2 separate regions of the Mus musculus genome follow, and region 1 is linked to region 2. A link is a contact called in public ChIA-PET data. All regions are on one chromosome and are shown on one strand. The core of a region is the stretch at or near the end of the contact, and the rest is flanking DNA. Distances in the headings are between cores, read along the strand shown.

Region 1 (3,900 bases), core at 928-3,427, 180 kb before region 2:
CAAACTTGCTTGCCTTGAGAAATGTTTTTAAACGCATTATTATAGGGGGACAGAGACAGGAGCACATGCCACAACACAGACGTGAAGGTCAGAGGATATGAGTCAATTATCAACTTCCACCACGTAGGCACTGGGGATTGAACTAACATCATCAGGCTTGGTGGCGAGCACCCTTACCCACTGAGCCATCTAATAGCTCTTCTCTTGAATTTTTTTAAACTCCTTATTTTCTGCCAAACAATCCACAATATAGACCAAGACCCTTTAAAAGTAAGTATTCCGCCGGGCGTGGTGGCGTACGCCTTTAATCCCAGCACTTGCAAGGCAGAGGCAGGCAAATTTCTGAGTTCGAGGCCAGCCTGGTCCTCAGCGTGAGTTCCAGGATAGCCAAGGCTACACAGAGAAACCCTCTCGAGGAAAAAAAAAAAAAAGTAAGTATTCCCTGATCTAACTATTCCAGGTCTAGAAGCAACAAAAGCAATCTGATAAGCATGTACAACACGTATATAAGGATGCTTACCATAATGGGAGTGGGGGGTGGGGAGCAATCATGAGTACTGATTAAATGAAATGTTCCAGGGCTGGAGAGATGGCACAGAGGTTAAGAGCACTGGCTGCTTTTCCAAACGACCCAGGTTCCATGTTCAGCACCTACACAGCAGCTCACAACTGTAACTCCAGTTCCAGGCCATCTGAACCCTCACACAGACATGCATGCAGGCAAGACACCAACCAATGCACATAAAATAAAAATAAATGAAAAATTTCCCAGCACTTGGGAGGCAGAGGCAGAAGGATCCCTGTGAGTTCAAGATCAGCCTGGTCTACAGAGCAAGTTCCAGGACAGTCAAGCTACACAAAGAAACCCTGTCTCAAAAAACATGAATGAATGAATGAGTAAATGAATACATAAACACAAAATGTTGCATACATAAGATGAAACACTATTAAGAATGAGATGTGGCCCCAAATGCCAGCCCTGGTTCCACTGGCCCCTGAAGTGGCTGGAAGAAAGGCATCCAGGTACCTGCCACCAAGGCCCAAGTATGGGTCGGCCGTCCTGTTGCAGCTGGCATCTGTGTCAATGTCTGTGGCCCGAGTTACCACCAAAAGCCAAGCAGATATCTGGGCTGGGCTGCCACCAGAGACTATGTGGGATATCTGAGGGCCATGCTGCTGCAGGGGTGGGGGTCGGGGGGGGGGGGGGTGTAAATCTAGGTCCAAGGTCTTATGGCAGTTGAGATCAAAGCCCATGCAGATATCCTTGGTCTGGATGGCTGCCTGAGGCACTGTGCTGATATGGCCCCACCCCTTGCCTGGGTAACACAGTAGAGCTGACCCTGACTGCAGGGGAGTGGGTGGGCTGACCAGAGGGTGTGAGAGTGGGAAGCTGACCCCGCCTCTCATCTGCTGTAGGGTGGTAGGGGCAGGGAAGAGAAGCTCTCCCCCCACCTCACCCCTCAATGCCTGCAGCAGGCGGGTGAACATCCTCCAAGGTCAAGAGCCAGAGAGGTGGCCCTGCTCCTTTCTAGCTGCAGAACTCTGGAGAGGGAGCCCTACACCTTGCCTGGGCAACACGATAGAGCTGGCTCTGGTGGCAAAGGCACAGAACAGGTATATGAATCTGGTGGGGCAGAGAAAGACACAATTGAGACCCTACTAACATCAATGCTTTTTTTAATGAGCATATCTGTGATCTATATATATGGATGATACCCTGAAATATTTTGTCTTGAGATATTTATACCAATCGTTTTCTCTGTACAGTGGACATAAGGCTCTCAATTTCCACAATCAGTGTTTTCTGCCTGTTATAGTTTAATGAGTGCTAAAATAAATAAATCTCACTGTTAAGTAAAATGGTGCATACTGATGAAGCCTTGGAGCAGGTCTTCCTCTGCAGTAGACAGGCCCCGCCCTCTCCCCACTCTGCAGCAGGCAGGTTCTGCCCTTCTTCCTCTGCAGCAGACAGGTCCCATCCCCACCTCTTCTCCAACAGACAAGTCCCACCCCTCCCTTCTTCCTCTGCAGTTTGTTAGGACCCGCCCCTCCTCCACTGCAGACAGTTCCTGCCTCATCTTTTTCTGAAATAAATAAGCCCCTCCCCGTCTTCCTCTACAGTTGATAGATCCCGCCCCCTCCTCCTCTGCAGACAGGTCATATCCCTCCTCCTCTGTAGTTGATAGGTCCAGCCCCTCCTCCTCTGTAGTAAACAGGTCCCGCCCCCTCCTCCTCTGTAGTAAGCAGGTCCCGCCCTTTCCTCCTCTGCAGCAGACAGGTCCTGCCCCCTCTTTCTCTGCTGAATGAAGGCTGCATGGCCAAGCAGTTGCAACTACACAGCAGAGTACCCACAGCTAAGATGCAGGGGGAAACTCAGACTGAGAGCCAACTGCGCCTCGAAAACATCAGCCCAACTCACTGCAGTGATCTAAACAGAGAGTTGAATCCACTGAGCATCATGAGGAAAGGCACTGAAGGAACACGGAAAACAAACTATCCACAGCCAAGGTCCTGCAGCGAGCGCTGGAACCTTGCAGGCAGTGCTGAGGCGTTGGTGGGTGCCCCAACACCGGAAAGCCACGAGGCTCCTCCCACCAGATGCAGCAAGGCAGGCAGAGGGTATTACTGAAGAACAATTACAACAAAGCCCAGCTTTTACTCTTCCCAAATGCCTCAAGCTCTTTAACACACCACCATTTTGCATTTACACCTTCTGCCTGCCCCCTAGTTCAATGCACCCCATCCCAAAGATATATACAGACACAAAAGAGAAGGGTGTCATCTATTCTGTGCTCTTCGAACAGTATCCAATGTCAAATGGCTGTTAATTAGCATACAAGTCAAAAGACCTTCACAGTCAATGGTTTTTGTAAGAACTAGAAAGGACCAAGTCTGAAGGAAGTTAAGTACTCAGAAAAATCTTGATGCTATGAAAGGCTAAATTCTATACTAGTTTAACCATGAAAAAAACTTCAATTTTAAGGTAGTAGGGACAAAAACTAAAATATTAAATTTACAATGAGCAAAATAAAGAGTTGCATTATCCCAGTATGATAATGGGATATAAATAACATGATAATAAATGATATACATAATGAAAGAAACTCAAGGGTCTGGAGAGACGGCTCAGTCAACAAAGGCCCTTCAAGTAGGACCTGAGTTCAATCCCTAAGAACCACATAAAAATGGCAGGTGCACTTGTAATTAGCACTGAGGGGTTAGAGACAGGCTCGCTGGCCAGTCTGGCCTTAGCAGTGAGCTCTGGGCCAAGGAGAGAACCTGTCTCAAATGAAGTGTACAGTGTTCCTGAGAATGGCACCAAAGATTTCCTCTAGCCTCCATGTGTGCAGCAGAAGTACATGTACACACAGGTACACACACGCACGTGTTCACGCGAGCGTGCACACACACACACACACACACACACCAAGAAAAATTGAAGACTAGTCGTTTTTTTTTTCTTCCTTTGTGCCCTTACTCCCGGTATGCAGCAGCAATCCGGTTCTAACTGACCAGCCTCTCTTTCCCTCAGCTATGATCAGCAGAAACACAATATATCACACACAGCAACACAAGAGGTGTTTACTTCTCCCACAACTACAGAAAGGAAGTCAAACTTGACAGTGCTGGCCTTGAGCAGAATGGGACTTTCTCAGAGGAAGAAAGTGGAACTGGCAATGTCTGCTTCAGCTTACGAGCTTTCCCTGCAGTGGAAGGTTTAGATGGACTGGCCTCCTGCCAGACAACCTATGTGCCACCCTCACATCAGCTACAGCAGCCTGGATGTGAGCATCTCCAGGGCTGCCGCTTGTCCAGCAAGAACAAGCAATCAGGACAAACTCCCAATGCACTGAGCTAATACGTCCAATTACTCTGTAAAGCAAAAATCCCGAGGAAAAA
Region 2 (4,200 bases), core at 1,060-3,559:
AACACTTCTGACTAGTGTCCTGTATTCTCTTCAGATGATTGTAGGTCTAGAATCACTACTGTGTCATGGTCAACTGGAAACCTAGAGCAACAGTTGGGAGTATCTGGGGCAGGGGCTTCCACTACCCAGGGTCCTGGAATTTAAGTGCAGTTACATCAATGCGACATTGAGTTGAGAAGGAGCGATTTGAAGAGAAGTTTCTTTGAGTTAACCACTTTCGTACTACTGGCCTGCCTAGATGAACATAAATTCTGTCAAAGAGAAGTAGGTCTGAGAGGCTCTAATTGTGTACAGAAACTAATAATCCCACCATCAAAAACTGCATATTTAAAAAGCAAAGGATTTTTTTTTTTTTTTTTTTTTTTTTTTTTTTGGTTTTTCGAGACAGGGTTTCTCTATGTAGCCCTGGCTGTTCTGGAACTCACTTTGTAGACCAGGCTGGCCTCGAGCTCAGAAATCCTCCTGCCTCCCGAGTGCTGGGATTAAAGGCGTGCTGGGATTAAAGGCATGCTGGGATTAAAGGCGTGCGCCACCACCGCCCAGCTAAAGCAAAGAATTCTAATAGTGCTTATAAATATGGTGCTCTCAGTGTGACATTCCCTTCCCCAGGGTGCATTAGCCAGTAGAGGCTGTAAAGATACTTCATATGTAGAGTGCAGCCTGGGGGGCATCTCTCTGAAATAGGAGGGTGGATAAGGAATTTTCCTTAAGAAAGTCACTTTGCAGCGTGCTGATGTTTAATTCAGCTCTGAATCTTTCTTTAGTGAAACAATAGGGAGGATTAACAGCCTGTGGCTGGCTGATGAGAGTTAGTTTGAACAGTTGGGTAGACAGGACCAGGTACTGTGTGCTTTCTCCTTTGGTCCCATTGTTGTTTGCCACATAATTGGCTTAAATGTGATTTTGGAATAAAATCCTATATATCTAAAAACCTGTATTAAAATTTCCAAATAAGGCTGAGAATGGTAGCAACATGCTTTTAACTCTAGCACTTCTGAGGCAGAGGGAGGGGGAATCTCTGTTTGAAACTAGTTTGCTCTACATAGCACCCCCAAAATGTATATAACTAGAATACTAGTTTCTACGCAAATAAGAAAATTACTGCATAGTAAGGTTAAATCTTTAGTATTAAGCAAAGGAGACTTAGAGGCTTAAACACTGTGGTCTTTAAAGAAGCCTCTGAGGTATAATGAAGTCCTGGTCTTTCCTCTATCACCATTCTCCCTGGTGTTGTCATGAAAACACCTGTATCTACAGGCTGTCCTTCCCTGGCTGCTTTTCTGTAGTCCACCTGCCCCAGTTTTCACTGTGCTCAGTGCGATGCTCGATGCTTGTGTCTCTGTATTACCATCCGGACTATGTTCTGCACGATTTTGAGCGAGTGTTGAAAACCGATTGTCTTTCAGGTTAACTTTTGAAAACTTAAGTACCATGACTATCTGTAGGTTTTGTGTTTTTTGTTTTTATTTTTTTTTAAATTGAAGCCAAGTAATTTCATGAAACAGTAATTGAAACTATATGACAAAGACATTGAATTATGTTATGATGTACTATGTCATCAACATAATGTGTTAAATGACAGGGGAATGAGAGCGAGGCCTCAGTCCTACACCAAGAACTACTAGCAGCTTCTGTGCTAAAAGTGGGAGCAATAGGCCTCCCTCAGGAAGAGCCCACCAACTGGTTATCCAGTACTAAACGGTCAGCTCTGAAAACACGTGTGAGTAACACTACACAGAAAAGCAGGTTATATGTATTTAGGTGTGTGTGTGTGTGTGTGTGTGTGTGTGTGTAACAACAATTAAGAGAAGGAGGCCATGAATTTGTAAGCGGTTAAGGAGGGTCACGTGGGAGGGTTTGGAGGGAGGAGAGGGAAGAAATGATGTAATTATATTGGAATCTCAAAAATAAAATAAAAACATTTAAAACTCTACACTTAACTATTAATAAAAAATATTGAAAATGAGCGCTGAATCCTGGGAAAAGAATAACCAGTTGTTTCAAGGTCTTCATCTGATGGAACAGAAGTTTTGAGTTTAGTAAACACAACATTACTTCTGATAATGGTTTGCCATGAAATTAATTGAATGCAGCTTACCTCCTGTCTGTCAAAGGCTGTCTGAGAGGTGACCGTTTGCCGCTCTGCCCAGTCCCAGAGAGAGAGTGCTCAGAGTCGCCTGTGTTAGGTAGGTGGTGTCTCTGTGCTGTGTCTTGTTGGAGGGTTGTTGAGATGTAGTACCGATAGTGGGGTTGGTCTGCTGAGCTCTGAGCACTGCTCTGCCGTTTTCAGGAAACGCTCTGAAATGAGACACTCAGCGTGGGACTTTACCCTGGATGTGGTTTTCTCTTTCACAAGTGATTTGTTTATGAAGTCCTGCTCATCTCGGGCTGCTCTTGAAACAATGGCATATCTTGAAGAAAGGCAGATATTCTTGAATTAACTGCTTGTTTTGATGTTTGAAGTTTGTGTCACTTACAGGCAGGAGATTTGACACTGGGCAAAGCAAGGTTCAAAGCCTAGCTGCTTTCTAAGCTCCTCGACTTTGTCTAGCCTTTTGTTGTTCCTGTGTAGTTCCTATCCAGTTGAAATGCATAGCACTCATGTGATAGGATTGAGAACTCCTCTCCAGAAAAGTCCTGCCTGAAAGAGAGCAACTGCCACCCTGCCACCTCGGTCACCTGTCATCTTCTCCATGGCCCTGCTCTGCTCTGCTCTGCCCTGCCCTGCCCTGCAGATCTGTTCCTGGATCCTGTAGGTACTTCCTACACTTTGTCCATTTTCTATCTCAGGGAAGACTTGCAGTAATTTTTTTCTTGCATGAACATCCATGTAAACCATGGGAAGGACTGGGGAATTTACATGTAGCTGGAAGAATTTATATGTAGCAGTGTTCTCAGCTGAGAAGGGAAGTGAAACCCACAGAAGGGAGGATTGGGCAGCCCAGAGCATCGCTGTCTAGCTACTCTGAGTTTAACTTTCTCTTTAAAGTAGCCCAGCCCTTGTCCAGTTCTAAGTATCTCTACATTGGCTACACATTATTTGCCAGCCTTTAAATGGTGCCTAAGCTTAGCTGCTTCTGTGTCTATAGTGTGAGCGATTTAAACTGGCTCCTGTCATCTTGTCTGTCCTGTTTTGAGACGGGGCCTTACTGGCTGCTTTGGAGCTGTGTTGACCAGGTTGGCTTTGAACTTACCCTGGTCTTCCTGTCTCTGCCTCCTGAGAGCTGGACTCCAGCTGTCAGCCACCACAGCTGCCACAGCGTGAACTTGAGGTAGTTTGAGAACCTTGCTTCTTTTCCCAGAAGTGCTAAACTTTCATTCTACAAAAGGTACTGACGTTAGCTGTGCTAACAAACCACTGGGTGCCGTGGGAGCCTTCCAGAATAATGTGCTATAGAGCCACTGGAGACCACTGCAGCAGTTCCTGTGTGGGTGAGAGGTGATTGCCTTGAAACCTTCTCTAGACATGCTTTGGCATTGCCAAGTTACATCATAATTGTTTTATATGAAGTTATGTTTTTTCATATGCTACACAGGTCAGCCACATGGATACCTCTTGACTGGGACCCAGTGTGTTCTGTGAGAAGGTTTCTGACAGGAAGTACTGATTGTGCTGCTACAGTCAACAGATGAGGAGCCTGGGGTGTCTTCTCATTAAGACTTGAGTCTTCCCCGTATGTAGCATTCTTAGTTGAGAACTTGCATTTCTTAGTGCAAGGTGCCCAGGGCAGATTTGGAACCTCCCAAAAGCTTGGCAGAACCCACCTGTAGACCCTCCCTCTAACCACCTCACAGCTGCCATTTTCCCTCAGAGCTGGGCTGGCCTGGACGGTTCCTTGCCCCAGCTCTGTGCCTTATGCTTGGGTGGCCGGCACACACCTTGCTGTCTTTGATGCTCCACCACTACACCATGTGCTTGGGGGTGCTGACATGAGTTGTAGCTAAGGAGCATTTAACATTGTTCGATAGCTAAGAAAGTGAACATGTGAAGAGGGGGGTGGGGTGGATGGTCGTCTGAGCCCAGAACCAACTGCAAGGACACTGAGCTGCCTGAGATGTGGTGAGAGGTCTGTGCAGGAGGCGGAGGAGTGGCCCTCCTGCACGCCTCACCTTGCCTTCAGGAATCTGTTACTCTTACCAGGGACTTTGTGACCATGCCTGCAGTTTTGGTCTTCTCACGTACTTTGGAATGTGAGAGAA

Evidence for each region. ChIA-PET counts read pairs in DNA pulled down with a chosen protein or histone mark.
Region 1: an RNA polymerase II ChIA-PET map of effector CD8 T cells shows a contact between it and region 2, with 10 read pairs. The contact joins the enhancer-like site here to the promoter of Gpr18 in region 2. A contact is called at or near these places in 1 of 39 promoter capture datasets (the 3T3-L1 cell line), 10 of 484 Hi-C or Micro-C datasets (B cells, CD4 T cells, CD8 T cells and 6 more), 2 of 115 datasets of contacts at active chromatin or transcription factors (effector CD8 T cells and embryonic stem cells) and 1 of 9 other capture datasets (liver).

The regions. Positions count from the first base shown.
Region 1 is chr14:121,729,809-121,733,708 of GRCm38.p6, forward strand. It overlaps a transcript of Dock9 not described here. Among named protein-coding and RNA genes, the nearest start is that of Dock9, 33 kb to the left of the region's middle. Within about 2 kb of position 2,178, at least 115 of the 459 cell types and tissues checked have an H3K27ac peak or open chromatin away from gene starts, as enhancers often do. A contact at or near this core is called in CD8 T cells, the CH12 cell line, effector CD8 T cells and 1 more, where this site is marked.
Region 2 is chr14:121,913,579-121,917,778 of GRCm38.p6, forward strand. Gpr18 (G protein-coupled receptor 18) reads right to left here and starts at 2,310. Exons shown (of 2, transcript NM_182806.2): 1 at 2,099-2,310. The region is part of intron 4 of Ubac2 (ubiquitin associated domain containing 2); the gene reads left to right. Gm46485 (a long non-coding RNA gene) reads left to right here and starts at 396. Exons shown (of 2, transcript XR_001781471.2): 1 at 396-3,439; 2 at 3,537-4,200.